4 separate regions of the Sus scrofa genome follow, and regions 2, 3 and 4 are each linked to region 1. A link is a contact called in public HiChIP or PLAC-seq data. All regions are on one chromosome and are shown on one strand. Each heading gives the region's core, a stretch centred on a gene start, on an enhancer-like site or on the middle of the called end of the contact. The rest is flanking DNA. Distances are from core to core; before and after follow the strand shown. Region 1 overlaps GSAP (gamma-secretase-activating protein). Region 2 overlaps LOC102167907 (a long non-coding RNA gene). Region 3 overlaps PTPN12 (tyrosine-protein phosphatase non-receptor type 12). Region 4 holds the start of PTPN12 (tyrosine-protein phosphatase non-receptor type 12).

Region 1 (3,414 bases), core at 304-2,803:
CTGCTTATAGTGAGGGGTGTTATGCAAGCAGAGATGGGGAAACAAATGAGAGCTTTCAGGGCCAGGTATCCTCTGAACTGAAGGTACTGATTAGTGATGGGGTATGGGGAATGGAGGGTGCTGGCTACACCAGACCCAGTTCCACCTTCTCCGGAGCCCAAGGCAAATCTCAGCAGCATTCCTCTGCCTTCCCTGATGAATCGTGTCTGCAGGGAGAGGATAAGAAAATGTCTACAGCTCAAACTTGTCCTAGGTAACTCTCCCCACCAGCATGTAAATACATGTGGAGGTGCTGCAGAGCTCCCAAGCATGTTTGGGAACAGTTAATGGTAAAAACTCTCTGCAGAGCCAGTGCTAAATAAAGATAATTAGGGAAGAAGAGAAAAAAGTGAGGAGAAAGCAAAGTAAATATCAAAGAAGAAAAAAACATGGACTACATAAAAACATATCATTTTACATACACACACAAATAGAAAAGACAAAAATAAAAAATCGGAGAATGCAAAAATAAGCTATTTGCTTCCTAAGCAGAGGCAGATTGTATTCTTAGAATAAGCCAATGGGAAAAAGCGGTTCAGCGATAATGCACCTGACTAGTATCCATGAGGATACAGGTTTGATCCCTGGCCCTACTAATGGGTTAAGGATCCAGTGGCATTGCTGCAAGCTGCGGTGTAGGTCGCAGACACGGCTCAGATCTGGTGCTGTGGCTGCCTCGACTCCTAGCCTGGGAACTTTCAGATGCTGCAGGTGCCTCCCTAAAAAAAAATAACAATGATGACGGTAAGGTTAGAGTAAAACATACACTCACAAATCCCTTGTAACAGTGTAAATTATTACAACGCCTTTGGAATATCAATTTGGCAATAAGAATCAAAGGCTATAAAAATTGTCATACCTTTTCACCCAATAACACTCCTGGGCATTTAACCTTGGGGAATAAATCACACACACACACACACACACACACACACACAAACTACATAAAAATATTCATTGCAACATTACTTTTAACAGCAAAAAAAATTTTAGTGAGGGCTAAAAACAAAATAAATATCTCAAAACAGAAAAAAATGTAAGACAGGGCGACACAATGGAATCCTATGGAGTCATTAGAAATCATAATTATGAAAATTATGAAGTTTATGTACCGACATGAAAATATGTATGATGTATTATAATTCATAATCTTTGGTAAATATCTCTACTGGGTAAAATACACATACTTATAACACAGACCAAGACGAAATGGGGCAAACAGACAATGTGTTAGGAACTTCAGAATTTGGGGTGACATTGCTTTCTTTTTAAAATTTCTTTTACTGATTTATTGTGTGTCCATTAAACACATTATGGGTTTGTTGGACTAGTGGTAAAAGCAGAAACAATGAAATGAAAGGATGGAGGCCCTTAGTAAGAATCTTTCAAGCTATTAATCGAACATTTCTCTTCCCTACTTCTCCCTGCTTTTGCAGACCTTCCCAGGTGTCTAACAGTGCTGCCTAGAAACATCATTTGTCCATCTCCCCCTCAAGGACCCTTCTTAGGACCAAACCCCAGAACTCCCAGGGCATCACCATGACCTCAAACGCCCACAGCTTTCCCTCAGCTGCCCAGGCCTGGCCTGGCCTTCCTGGATCAGAAGAATCACATGTAAATAGTAAAAGGCAGCAGCACCCCGAGCTGCCTGCTGCCAAAAGCTGAGATTTCCCAGCACACACTAAGCTATAATTAACAGGAAGCAATGCCAAGAACAACAAAGGAGCTTCAAGGAAACTGTGCTAAAATACTCCGCAGTTTTTAACTACATACACATTCTTTTCTACTCAGCCACTCCACCCAGCCCTCCCTATTGTGCTCAGAAACTCTGAAACCACCAGACTGCAGAGAGCCACGAACAAACGAATGACGAGTGAATGCTGCCGCCGCCGCCGCCACCGCACAGGCAGGAAAGAGGTGCCAACGAGACCAGAGACAGCCCTGACAGGTCACTCTTGAGAAAGAAGAGCTGTTCTCAGAAGCAGAAGGAAGTTAGGTAATCCCAGGCCAGGTTACTTAATGATTTTGGGATTGTGTGTGTGTGTGTTGGGGGTAACAACACACGTGAAGTTAAAAAAACAAAAAAACAAAAAAAACAGCTCCCAGGTCCTCTAAAGAAAATTTACAAGAACTCCTCCAGGGTAGACTTGTTTGAGGCACAGTGGAACGTATGACTTCTAGATGCTTCAAATCAAGCCTTATAGTTCTCTGGCTTCTAAAACCTCCCTCTTCAAAGAGCATTCCTAAGAATTGCCCTGACATCATCCTTAGTGACCACTACCAGGGAAGGATTTCCTAGACAACGAGCCCTACCCTCACTCCATCCTCTTCTGACACTGTACAATCCCTCTGGAACCACCGCAGCACTCGGGGCAGGTGACCGCAGAGGTCAGCAAGGAAGCCACTCAGGTCTGTGCTTTTTGTCCCTTGCTATAAACTTACCTTCATAAGAGGCAATGGGATCTCTTCTGTCACAAGGGTTATTCCAGGAATTTCCTAGGGTGGGGGAAAAACAGACACATCACTGCTAAATGTATCAACTACCACCAGCCCGAGCCTTCAGGAAGTGTTTTCTGCACAGACAGAAGCTGAGGGCAGCTTCCAGTTTGCTAACCTCTACTTTAAATAAACCTTGGGGTTTATAAATAACGATGAACACAGCCTATCTCTTGCCTTGGGAAGGGAAATATTCTGAAAGTTAAGATTATAATAGTTGACAGTGTCACTAAAGGCAAGGATAAGACTATTATTATGAAATATAGAGCAAATAATGTATTATTTACACATTTTCATTTAAGAACAAAGGAAGCAAATTATATTTGCACCATGAAATATAATAATAGGGTGTAAACTTTCCTTTTTTTTTTTTTTTTTTTTTGGCTTTTTGCCATTTATTGGGCCGCTCTCGTGGCATATGGAGTTCCCAGGCTAGGGGTCTAATCGGAGCTGTAGTCACCAGCTGACACCAGAGCCACAGCAATGAGGGATCCGAGCCGCGTCTGCAACCTAAACCACAGCTCACAGCAACGCCAGATCGTTAACCCACTGAGCAAGGCCAGGGATCAAACCTGCAACCTCATGGTTCCTAGTCGGTTTCGTTAACCACCAAGCCACGAACTCCTTTTTTTTTTTTAACTCCTTCCTCCATCTTCTCTTTCACTTAAATGTATTATAGTTGGTCCCTAATGGCTTTTTTGACTTTGGTAGAAAATTGTTTTACACCTCATCTTCCACCATGATTTCAGAAATAAGAGATCCCCTAAATTAGAGTCTATGCCACATGATCATCATGGCAGATGTGAAAGATACAGTTCATATCAGAAATCCAAATTATAACATTCTGCTAACTAGTGAGCATTAAAATAAAATTAGAAA
Region 2 (3,379 bases), core at 829-3,328, 150 kb after region 1:
ACTCTCCCTCTCTCTTTTTCCATAGCGGCGCCAGATCCGAGCCAAATCTGCAACCTATACTGCAGCTCATAGCAACACCAGATCCTTAACCCACTGAGTGGAGCCAGGGATCAAACCTCCATCCTCATGGACACTAGTCGGTTTCATTATTGCTGAGCCACAACAGGAACTCCTGACTCTTGATAAACAATACTCTATCACAAGAGGCAAATGCTACTGATGTGTGTTTATGTAGCTGTAATCTACTGACACATTGTAACAGCAGTATATATGGTTGTTCCCTCCAAATATGTCAAACAGCTCCAACTAGGCACAGGTGTACTCTTATAACAATGCCATGTACTCCAAATACCCTGAAAACTTCCTTTAGATCTATAAGCCATATGATTTTACACTTAAATTTAAAGAAGTGTTCCCTGAATTTATAATCCAAAAAGAAAGGAGTCAGATGTATTTACGGGTGTGGTTTCTGAAGTTTTATACTCTTTTTGACTTTGATTACCCAGATATTTCAGGTCATCTTAAAATATGAAATTTGTCACTCCACGGGCTATGTACATTTTTGACATGTGCTTCAGAAGACCCTAATAAGACAACCACATTAATCTCCTTGACATAGCCTTAGCTGTATACATGCATCAGAAGGACTTAGCTGTGGAAGCCACTACGTAGGAACTGGGACACTCATGCACCCATATGCAGACATTTCAATAGCACTCTTTGGTTCTAATAATATTAGGGGTCAAACCTTCTTCTAGTCACCAATGTCTGTGAACTCTGAGTTCGCTGTAGATAAGTAGGAGAACACCAAGGACTAATGTCAGTGTTGGAAAGTACAAATGTAGGAACAAAAAGGAGGAGGAAGTGTCTTCTGGTTACTGCCACCAGATCATTTTTGGCCTCTGTGCAATAAGTTAGGCCTCTTCTGGGTTGGTTCCAAGTGTACCATGGAAGAAAGCCAGCTCTAAAATTAATATTCTGCTGACCATTTGATCATTTCATGAAAATTGAGAAGGGATGAATTACCTTCTCTTCCTTTTTGGCTTTCTATTCAGGAACCCATGTCATTAAAGCAACTCTATTCTTGCAAAAGGAAGTCAATCATACCTCCGACCTAGAAAACAACTAAAACTAATGTATATGCTAAGAGAAGCATGTTTACCGGGAGACTATCTAAAGGATATGAAATCAGTCCAGTCCTCTAGACAAGCAGTCACAAAGACTGATTTAACCCAAGAAATATTTTGTTTGGTTCACAGTGTATTTTTTAAAAAGTGAGCCAACAGGAGTTCCCGCTGTGATGCAGTGCATTAAAGTATCTGGTGTTGCCACAGCTATGGCAAAGGTTGCAGCTGTGGTTCGGATTCAATCCCTGGCCCAGGAACTTTCATGTGCTATGGGTGCAAGCACTACAAAAAAAAAAAAAAAAAAAAAAGAAAGAAAGAAATTGAGCCAACATTGAAAAATTGTTGAGATTTCAAATATGGAAGGTGGCAACACTGTGCTTAGTGTCCCCATGTGGCAACATCTGCTGGAGCTGAGAAGTGGCAGCTGCTTCCTTTTCTTGAGGCAGGGGCTCTCCAGGTGGTCAAGTCCATACATATCTGCATTTGCTATGCCTGCAAAGATTCTAAAATCAGAAAGGTCAGCAAAGAACTGGATGTCAGGATTGTATTGCTACTGCCACTCTAGTGTCGGTATTGCTTTTACTGATTTTCACTTTGGTGGCTGGCATCAGCCTATATTTAAGGATGCTATAAAACAGTCTTAGAAATTCTAATTCAATTATAGTTAGAGTATGAATTGCATGTCCATTACAAAGTAGAATCTTCTGTGAGGACCACTCTTTCGTAAGGAAATAGTTTCTTCTGGTTTTATCAAGAGGACTAGTTATACTTTTCCTAAGCAAGTGGCTTGTTTTCATCACCTAAATATGCTGTATCTTAACAGGGTATTCCCTTCATATTGGTTGCTAGAAGGTCTAAAGACAAAATTGTAGCCCATTCTTGGTGACTGTGTAAGGTTCAGTGATATATGTGCCCCTTAGCTGCATCTTATAACTTCCTCTTGTTCTTTGCCTGACTTCTCTATTGCTTTATTTAAAAAGTAACTAAATATGGTAGTTCCCATCATGACTCAGTGGAAATGAATCTGACTAGCAAACCTGAGGATGCAGATTCAATCCCTGGCCTCGCTCAGTGGGTTAAGGATACAGCGTTGCTGTGAGCTGAGGTGTAGGTCGCAGACTCAGCTTGGATGTGGAGTTGGTGTGACTGTAGTGTAGGCCAGCAGCTACAGCTCCAATTCAACCCCTGGCCTGGGAACCTCCATATGCTGAGGGTGCAGCCCTAAAGAAATAAAAAAAAAAGTAACAAAATATATTTTAATAGAGGAATAAAAAGAAGAGAGCAAAAATGGAATACCTAGATAATTCCCTTCTGATCCATTCCCACTGAGCCACGACAGGAACTCCTAAAAAAATTTTAAACCTATGAGTTTCATATATTTACACACACAAGTTGTGTAAATATATACACATGTGTGCATGTATATACATATACAGATACACGTGCATATATATGTATAAACATTTATAAATGTACCTTTGAAAACAGATTGAAAAGTTACTTGAAAAATTGAAACAGAATTGGAGGGAAGTTAAGGGAAATGTTCACTCTTTACGTATTTTACATTGTTTAAATTATTTTAAAATGAATGTATTTAGGAGTTCCTGTCATGGCTCAGTGGTTAACGAATCCAACTAGACATTATGAGGTTTCGGGTTCAATCCTTGGCGTTGCTCAGAGGGTTAAGGATCCGGCGTTGCCGTGAGCTGTGGTATAGGTTGCAGACACGGCCTGGATCCCGCATTGCTATGGCTCTTGCGTAGGCCGGTGGCTACAGCTCCGATTTGACCCATAGCCTGGGAACTCCATATGCAGCAAGAGCAGCCTAAGAAATGGCAAAAAGACAAAAAAAGAAAAAAAAAAAAAAAAAAGAATGTATTTAGTTATTTCATTAGTTGACAATTTAGGGAGTTCTTGCTGTGGTGCAGCAGAAAAGAATCTGACTAGTATCCGTGAGGATGCAGGTTCATCCTTGGCCTCACTCAGTGGGTTAAGTATCCGGCATTGCACTGTGAGTTCATAGACGTGTTTCAGATCCTGAGTTGCTGTGGCTGTGGCATGGGCCGGCAGCTGCAGCTCTGACTGACCCCTAGAGTGAGAACTTCCATACGCGCAGATGTGGCCCTAAAAAGCAAAAAAAAAAAAAAAAAAAAAAAAAAAAAAACAAAGAAAAAGAAAAAAGAAAATCTAAATAGGAGTTCCCTTTGTGGCTCAGCTGGTTAAGAACCCGACTAATGTCCATGAGGATGCAG
Region 3 (2,938 bases), core at 52-2,551, 230 kb after region 1:
TTTTGATACCAACAGTAGTGTATTATATACACTATTGTTTTCTGCTTTTTTACACGTGTACTTACCGAGATCTTTTCATATCACTGTATATCAAGAGCCTTCCTCATTTCTTTCAACTGTATCATATTTGTATAAAATGAAACAAATCATTTTAGCCAATCCTTTACTATAGTCTTTTCCAAAACAATAATAATTGTTTGCAGTCTTTTGCTGTTATAAACAATTCCATGATAAATAACTCTGTTTATATCATTTTATGAGTGTGAGCCATTTACCTAAAGAATGTATTTGTAGAAGTGCAGCCTGGGATGAGGGGTTATGTGTATTTATAATTGCCAAATTACCCTCCTTAGGAGTTGTGCTCATGTTCTACCAGCATTGCATTAATGTTCTGGTTTTCCCACACCCTCACCAACAGCCAATTTCCTTTTTTTTTTTTTTTTTTTTTTTTTTTTTTGTCTTCTTGCCATTTCTTGGGCCGCTCCCTCGGCATATGGAGGTTCCCAAGCTAGGGGTCTAATCAAGCTGTAGCCACCGACCTACACCACAGCCACAGCAACCTGGGACCCGAGCCGCGTCTTTGATCTACCCCACAGCTCATGTCAATGCCGTATCCTTAACCCACTGAGCAAGGCCAGGGATCGAACCCACAACCTCATGGTTCCTAGTCGGATTCGTTAACCTCTGAGCCACAACGGCAACTCCCAGTTATTTTTCAGATATAATTTTCCCCCCAATACAGTTACATACTTTGAGAATTTTTATTACCACAGGAAATAGCATCATAAATGTGAATTTTGCTTTGACATTGTGCCAGTGCAGGAGTATATATTGCTGATTTAGGTCTCTGAGATTGTGATGATAAAGTTCAGTAGTTTTTCAGAGAAAAACAACATGCTTACTATTCTATAGGTAATAGAATAGTAAGATTATTTCAAGTGCAGTATGTTAAAGTATGTCATAATGAGAATAAGAATCTTGAATTAAAGTTACATAAGTTAAATAAAATCTGTGATTTTTTAAAAAATAGAGACATAATATTTTTAGTTGTTAATTATCAGCATCAGAATGAGCAAGAATAAAACCATGGTGAAAAAGTTAAATGTTACCAAACTGCTTTTTCATTTATATTTAATAATTTGTTGAATATGCCTTCAATATGTCTTTAAGCCTAGATGAAAGCAGGCTCCTTTGAAATTAAATTTCAGCAGTGTAGTTGAGTAGTGAATTTAAACAATTCACAATGCTGACTTTCAGTGCTTCTGAAAGCAGGAAGTGTATTACTGACATGCAGAAATATTCCAGCCCTAAGAACATCCCTACTGCCATATGTGGTAAGAATTTGTCACTAACTCACAAACCACTTCTGTAATGCAGTGAATAAGCAGAATTGGTCTTTGTTGGGTAAATCCAATTCAATATGAAAGAACTTTATTTTGCAGTGTCTTATAAGTAATTATTAGCTTATGCCTTGGAAGGAGACTGGCACATCATGGGTGTTTAAGGTTTATTGAGAGAAGGAATAAAGAAATGTGTACATAATCTTTTAGGCATGATTTTTAAATTTGAGTTTTGGGACCCTAAGTTAAATATTCTGACTCAGCTTATTAATGACTTCTTTAAATCAAATTACTTTTATTCTGGGGTCCCATTTCTTTTACTACTACTTGGAATGTTAATCTTATATTTATACTTGTACTGAAAAAGAAATTATTAGGGTTAATATTGAGGGGTAGGAAGATATTGTCAATGTAGAAAAACAGGAAAATGAGTTGTGAGGAGAATGGGCTGTGAGGAATTGGGGTTAGTAAAATTCAGTGAAGAGCTGTCTATCATTTAAATTTTCATTAAAAAATAAATAAATAAATAAATAAATTTTCATTAAAATTTTGAAGTAATAGTATTTTTCTAAACTTGAATTTTCTTTTTTTTTTCTTTTTTTTTCGATTGTAAGCGATTAAGAAGATTGTCAACTAAATATAGAACAGAAAAGATATATCCCACAGCCACTGGAGAAAAAGAAGAAAACGTTAAAAAAAACAGATATAAGGACATACTGCCATGTAAGTTTGAAATGCCACTAACGGAACAAATGGAAATGCTAATTAACAGTTTCGTAGCCTAAACTACCTTTATTTTCCAAATGAATTTGGTTGTTAGGAAGGTAGTAATTAACCTCTCTTTCAAGGTACACTATAAAAAAATAATTTGTGATCGTGCTTGCCTTTCCTACTGGCAGTAGTTTTTGTTGTTGTACTTGCCTTATCATTATTATTATTTAAGTATCATAGTTACTCTGGTACTTATTTTTAAATACTTCAAAATCCAAGTAAAAATACCTTTTGTGGACTCTCTGTTCAAAGAAGTTATTTTGTTAAAATGAAATAATATAGACCGATGATTCAATAAGTATAATTGAATGAATTTTATGAAATGCTAAAAATATTAACTCTTATCTATTGTGTGTTCACAGTAAGAACCTTAATTGATTAATTATGTATTAAAAATGAGCCATGATTCATGCCTGTGTGTCTACTGTTCTTAGTGGTCTAAAAATGTATCTCTGAAGTGATGCATAAGACTGATAGCATTATATTCTAATAATAATAATAATAATAATAATAATAATAATAATAAATTCTTAAATAGTATAGTTTTCCAGTAAAATGCCTTTAAAGTGCCTTTAAAAGCATACATATTTAAGTGTTCCCATTGTATTTGTTTGGGTTTTTTGGTTTATTTTTTTCTCTTTTTTGGGTCTCCCTGTGGCTTATGGAGTTCCTATGCCAGGGATCAGATCCAGGCCAGAGTTGCAACCTACACCATAGCTGCGGCAACATGAGATCCTTTAACCCACTGTGCCCGGCCAGGGATCAAACCTGTGTCCTGTTGCTACAGAGATGCTGCTAATCACCTTGTGTCACAGTGGGAACTCCTA
Region 4 (2,927 bases), core at 349-2,848, 190 kb after region 1:
GCTAATTTCTCTCCTAGTTCTGGAGGAATAGGGTACCCTATGGTGTGCTATATTGGTAGCAGATCAAACCCAGCTCTTGATCTTATCTCATATCCAGTGAAACTTATCTCAAATCCAGTCTCAGTAATCTGAACAAAGTAAAATATTCCAGGCCCCTAGTTTCAAATAAAGCTTGCCTTAGAAATCAAACTATTTCTCTAAGTTAATTTTTATAATACAGGACAAAACTGTATCGTTTTATATGCACATACCTGTATATAAATGCATAGGAAGACATTTGGAAGGACACATCTGGAAGTGGTTATTTCTAAGAAGAAAAGTGGATATCAGTTGTATTCTTTCAGAGAGAAATATTCTTCTTTAAAACAAATAAGAAGTTGGATCTTGTTACTCATACTTGTTTTCGTCAAGGAGTATCATTAAATTCCACGATGCTTCTAAACATTCATCTGGAAAAAGGGACCTACCACTGATATGTTCTATTTTTATCCAGATTGCCTGACCAATCGACCTGTAAAAAACATTGTTTGTGGGCCTAAGTGACCAAAGGAAGTCCATGAATCAAATACTTCACTTCTGTCACATTATCACAAGCTTAATGCTCCTTAGAGTCAGAGGCAATATGGTGTTGTAGGGAAGGAAAAAGGATTTGAGTTCTAGTTTGGGCTCTGCTAAGAGTATGCGGGCAGACCTTGGGAAATTCACTTTCTTTAGGGTGGATAATCTCGGATTACTAGAAAATTCACGACGATGCATTCTACGAAGAAAAGCCTATTATTCAGTTCCGAGGTGCTGCGAATATAAAGGCAAGAAAAAATCCTTTCAATTCAGCAAACACTGAGTGCCTATCACATGCGTGGTATGTATTAGGACGCACCCCGCACTTCAGGCGCTCACTCGGCAGGGTTTAAACACAACTGCAAAAGGGTTAAGTCCTGTCACTGAAGAAGCATTTCGCTTCTCTTGGCCTTGGTCATTACCCAAAGTGCCAACGTCTAACTGCAGTCAACCTTAAGATGAAGACGTACCTGCAGCGAACGTGGAGTCAACGCTACTACAGTTCCCAGCATGCCACTCTTCCCACAACGCCCTCTCCCGCCCCCATTCCTGGACTCCTGAGAACCCGGACTTGTAGTCCCAACTCAAGGCTGGCGGCGACGGCGAAGCACTCTAGAAATGTGCTTTTCGCACTAGTAAGCAGTGAGACCGTAATTTCCAACTCAAGTCCTACTCCAACTGACTAGGGCTTGCCATTTAGCCTAACACCCTCATTCTAGCGCTCCTCAGACCTACTAGCTGCCGGGGTGGGACCACGCCCCGGAAGTGGAGTCAAGTCTCCCAGCCGACTGCCGAAGCTTCTTCCAGCCACTCCTAGCCCGGCCAGAGCCCGCGGGGCGGGCTCCGGGGCGTGGACTGCGGGGGCGGCTAGGCGCGGCGTCGCGCCAGGGGCGGAGCCGCGGCACGGGGCCGCGCGTCTGGGTGGCGGCGGGGGCGCGCCCGTGGGGAGAGGCGGCTGCGGCTGCTGCTGCTTGTGGGGAGGGAGGGAAGGAGGAACCGGGAAGGGGTGGGGGGGGCAGGGCGATCGGAGAGCCGTGTTCCTAAGGCGGTGGCGGCGTCTCCGACGGAGCTGGAGGAGGGCGGGGAAGGAGGATGGGGCACGCAGGGGGTTGGGGTTGGCGCTAGCCGCAGCGGCTCGCCTCGTACTGTGGGAGAGCGGCGGCTGCTCCTGCAAGTTGTAGGATCAGGAGCCGGCCGCCGCTGCCGCTGCCGCTGCCGCTGCCTCGGGCAAAGAGGAGGAGTAGGGAGCGGCGGGGGTCGGGAGGGAGGGGACGGGCTGGGGGAGCGAGCTGGGGAAGACTGAGCGGGCTCTGCGCCGGGCGGGCGGGCGGCGGGGGGGCCGGCGACCGCAGCCGGGGGGACGCGGGAGGATGGAGCAAGTGGAGATCCTGAGGAAATTCATCCAGAGGGTCCAGGCCATGAAGAGTCCGGATCACAATGGGGAGGACAACTTCGCCCGGGACTTCATGGTGAGTCCCTCCCCTCGCTGTCGCCTCCTTTCGCCGGCACCGGAGCCCACTGCCGCCTTGCCCAGCCGGCCCGGGCCGCCAGTGCTTTGTGTGCGGCTGTAAGGAGAGGGGCGGAGGCGGCGCGCACCAGCTCCAAAGGCCGGGTGGTCTCGGAGGCCAGCGGGAGGTGAGGTCGCCTCCGCCCCTCGGCCTCCTTTCCTCTCTTCCCGCGATCGCGTCCCTTTCCGCCGGCGTCTGGGACGCGAAGGGAGAGGCGGCCGGCCGAGCCCGCACTCAGCACCGCCGCCCGCGACCACCTATTGTTTCTCGGGCCGGGAGCCCGAGGCGAATGAGGTGCAGGCCGGGGGGCTAGTCTTTCCTCACCTCCCCGTCCAGACCGCCCCTGCTGGGAGGGTCGAGGCAGGGAGGAGAGCGATCTTGGCTGACGGCAGAACGTGGCTATTAAGATTGCAATTAACTCACGGGGTCCCTTTGCTCAAGCTGGGCTCAGAAGTGGGCAAGGTAGGACTTTTGCCGTTTCTGGACTGGCAATTATTATCTCCAACGCATGGGAAAGGATTGCTCGAAAGAAATCTCTTGGTTTACTCAATTTCTTTTTACCCGTCTCGTCGCTTGAGACCCTGGTTTGAGATGGTGTTGGGGTCAGCGTGACTTGAGGTCGAGGGGGTAAAGTGTATGTGTAGAGGCGGGGGTGGTTATCCTGAAGCCTACTTCAGACTCCCTAGGGGATATTGCTGAAGGCGGAGGGGATGTGACTATCACTTCCTATCCGGGGTGGGGGTGGGGAACTTGGGAACAATAGTCCTGGTGGGGCGGAGGCGACGGTAAGGGCCGAAGCCCTGAACTGGGAGATAACCTCCGAGGCCTACCCCCATCCTAACCCCCCTTCCCACCGCTTCC

What was found. HiChIP or PLAC-seq counts read pairs in DNA pulled down with a chosen protein or histone mark.
Region 2: an H3K27ac HiChIP or PLAC-seq map of alveolar macrophages shows a contact between it and region 1. The contact joins two enhancer-like sites. A contact is called at or near these places in 1 of 47 Hi-C or Micro-C datasets (skeletal muscle) and 1 of 2 datasets of contacts at active chromatin or transcription factors (alveolar macrophages).
Region 3: a contact with region 1 is called in an H3K27ac HiChIP or PLAC-seq map of alveolar macrophages. The contact joins two enhancer-like sites. A contact is called at or near these places in 5 of 47 Hi-C or Micro-C datasets (alveolar macrophages, blood, embryonic fibroblasts and 2 more) and 1 of 2 datasets of contacts at active chromatin or transcription factors (alveolar macrophages).
Region 4: an H3K27ac HiChIP or PLAC-seq map of alveolar macrophages shows a contact between it and region 1. The contact joins the promoter of PTPN12 here to the enhancer-like site in region 1. A contact is called at or near these places in 2 of 5 promoter capture datasets (fetal skeletal muscle and liver), 5 of 47 Hi-C or Micro-C datasets (alveolar macrophages, brain, fetal heart ventricle and 2 more) and 2 of 2 datasets of contacts at active chromatin or transcription factors (alveolar macrophages and skeletal muscle).

The regions. Positions count from the first base shown.
Region 1 is chr9:102,752,845-102,756,258 of Sscrofa11.1, reverse strand. GSAP (gamma-secretase-activating protein) reads right to left here. Exons shown (of 32, transcript XM_021102559.1): 20 at 2,482-2,535. Among named protein-coding and RNA genes, the nearest start is that of GSAP, 60 kb to the right of the region's middle. Within about 2 kb of position 1,553, at least 51 of the 83 cell types and tissues checked have an H3K27ac peak or open chromatin away from gene starts, as enhancers often do. A contact at or near this core is called in alveolar macrophages, brain, liver and 1 more, where this site is marked.
Region 2 is chr9:102,606,355-102,609,733 of Sscrofa11.1, reverse strand. LOC102167907 (a long non-coding RNA gene) reads right to left here. Exons shown (of 3, transcript XR_001299008.2): 3 at 1,424-1,630. Among named protein-coding and RNA genes, the nearest start is that of PTPN12, 44 kb to the right of the region's middle. Within about 2 kb of position 2,078, at least 1 of the 83 cell types and tissues checked has an H3K27ac peak or open chromatin away from gene starts, as enhancers often do. A contact at or near this core is called in alveolar macrophages, where this site is marked.
Region 3 is chr9:102,525,979-102,528,916 of Sscrofa11.1, reverse strand. It overlaps PTPN12 (tyrosine-protein phosphatase non-receptor type 12), which reads left to right. Exons shown (of 16, transcript XM_021102557.1): 2 at 1,955-2,063. All of the region lies in intron 3 of LOC102167692 (a long non-coding RNA gene), which reads right to left. Among named protein-coding and RNA genes, the nearest start is that of PTPN12, 37 kb to the left of the region's middle. Within about 2 kb of position 1,301, at least 5 of the 83 cell types and tissues checked have an H3K27ac peak or open chromatin away from gene starts, as enhancers often do. A contact at or near this core is called in alveolar macrophages, where this site is marked.
Region 4 is chr9:102,562,640-102,565,566 of Sscrofa11.1, reverse strand. It overlaps PTPN12 (tyrosine-protein phosphatase non-receptor type 12), which reads left to right and starts at 1,598. Exons shown (of 16, transcript XM_021102557.1): 1 at 1,598-2,027. The coding sequence starts at 1,929. LOC102167907 (a long non-coding RNA gene) reads right to left here and starts at 1,391. Exons shown (of 3, transcript XR_001299008.2): 1 at 1,029-1,391; 2 at 252-307.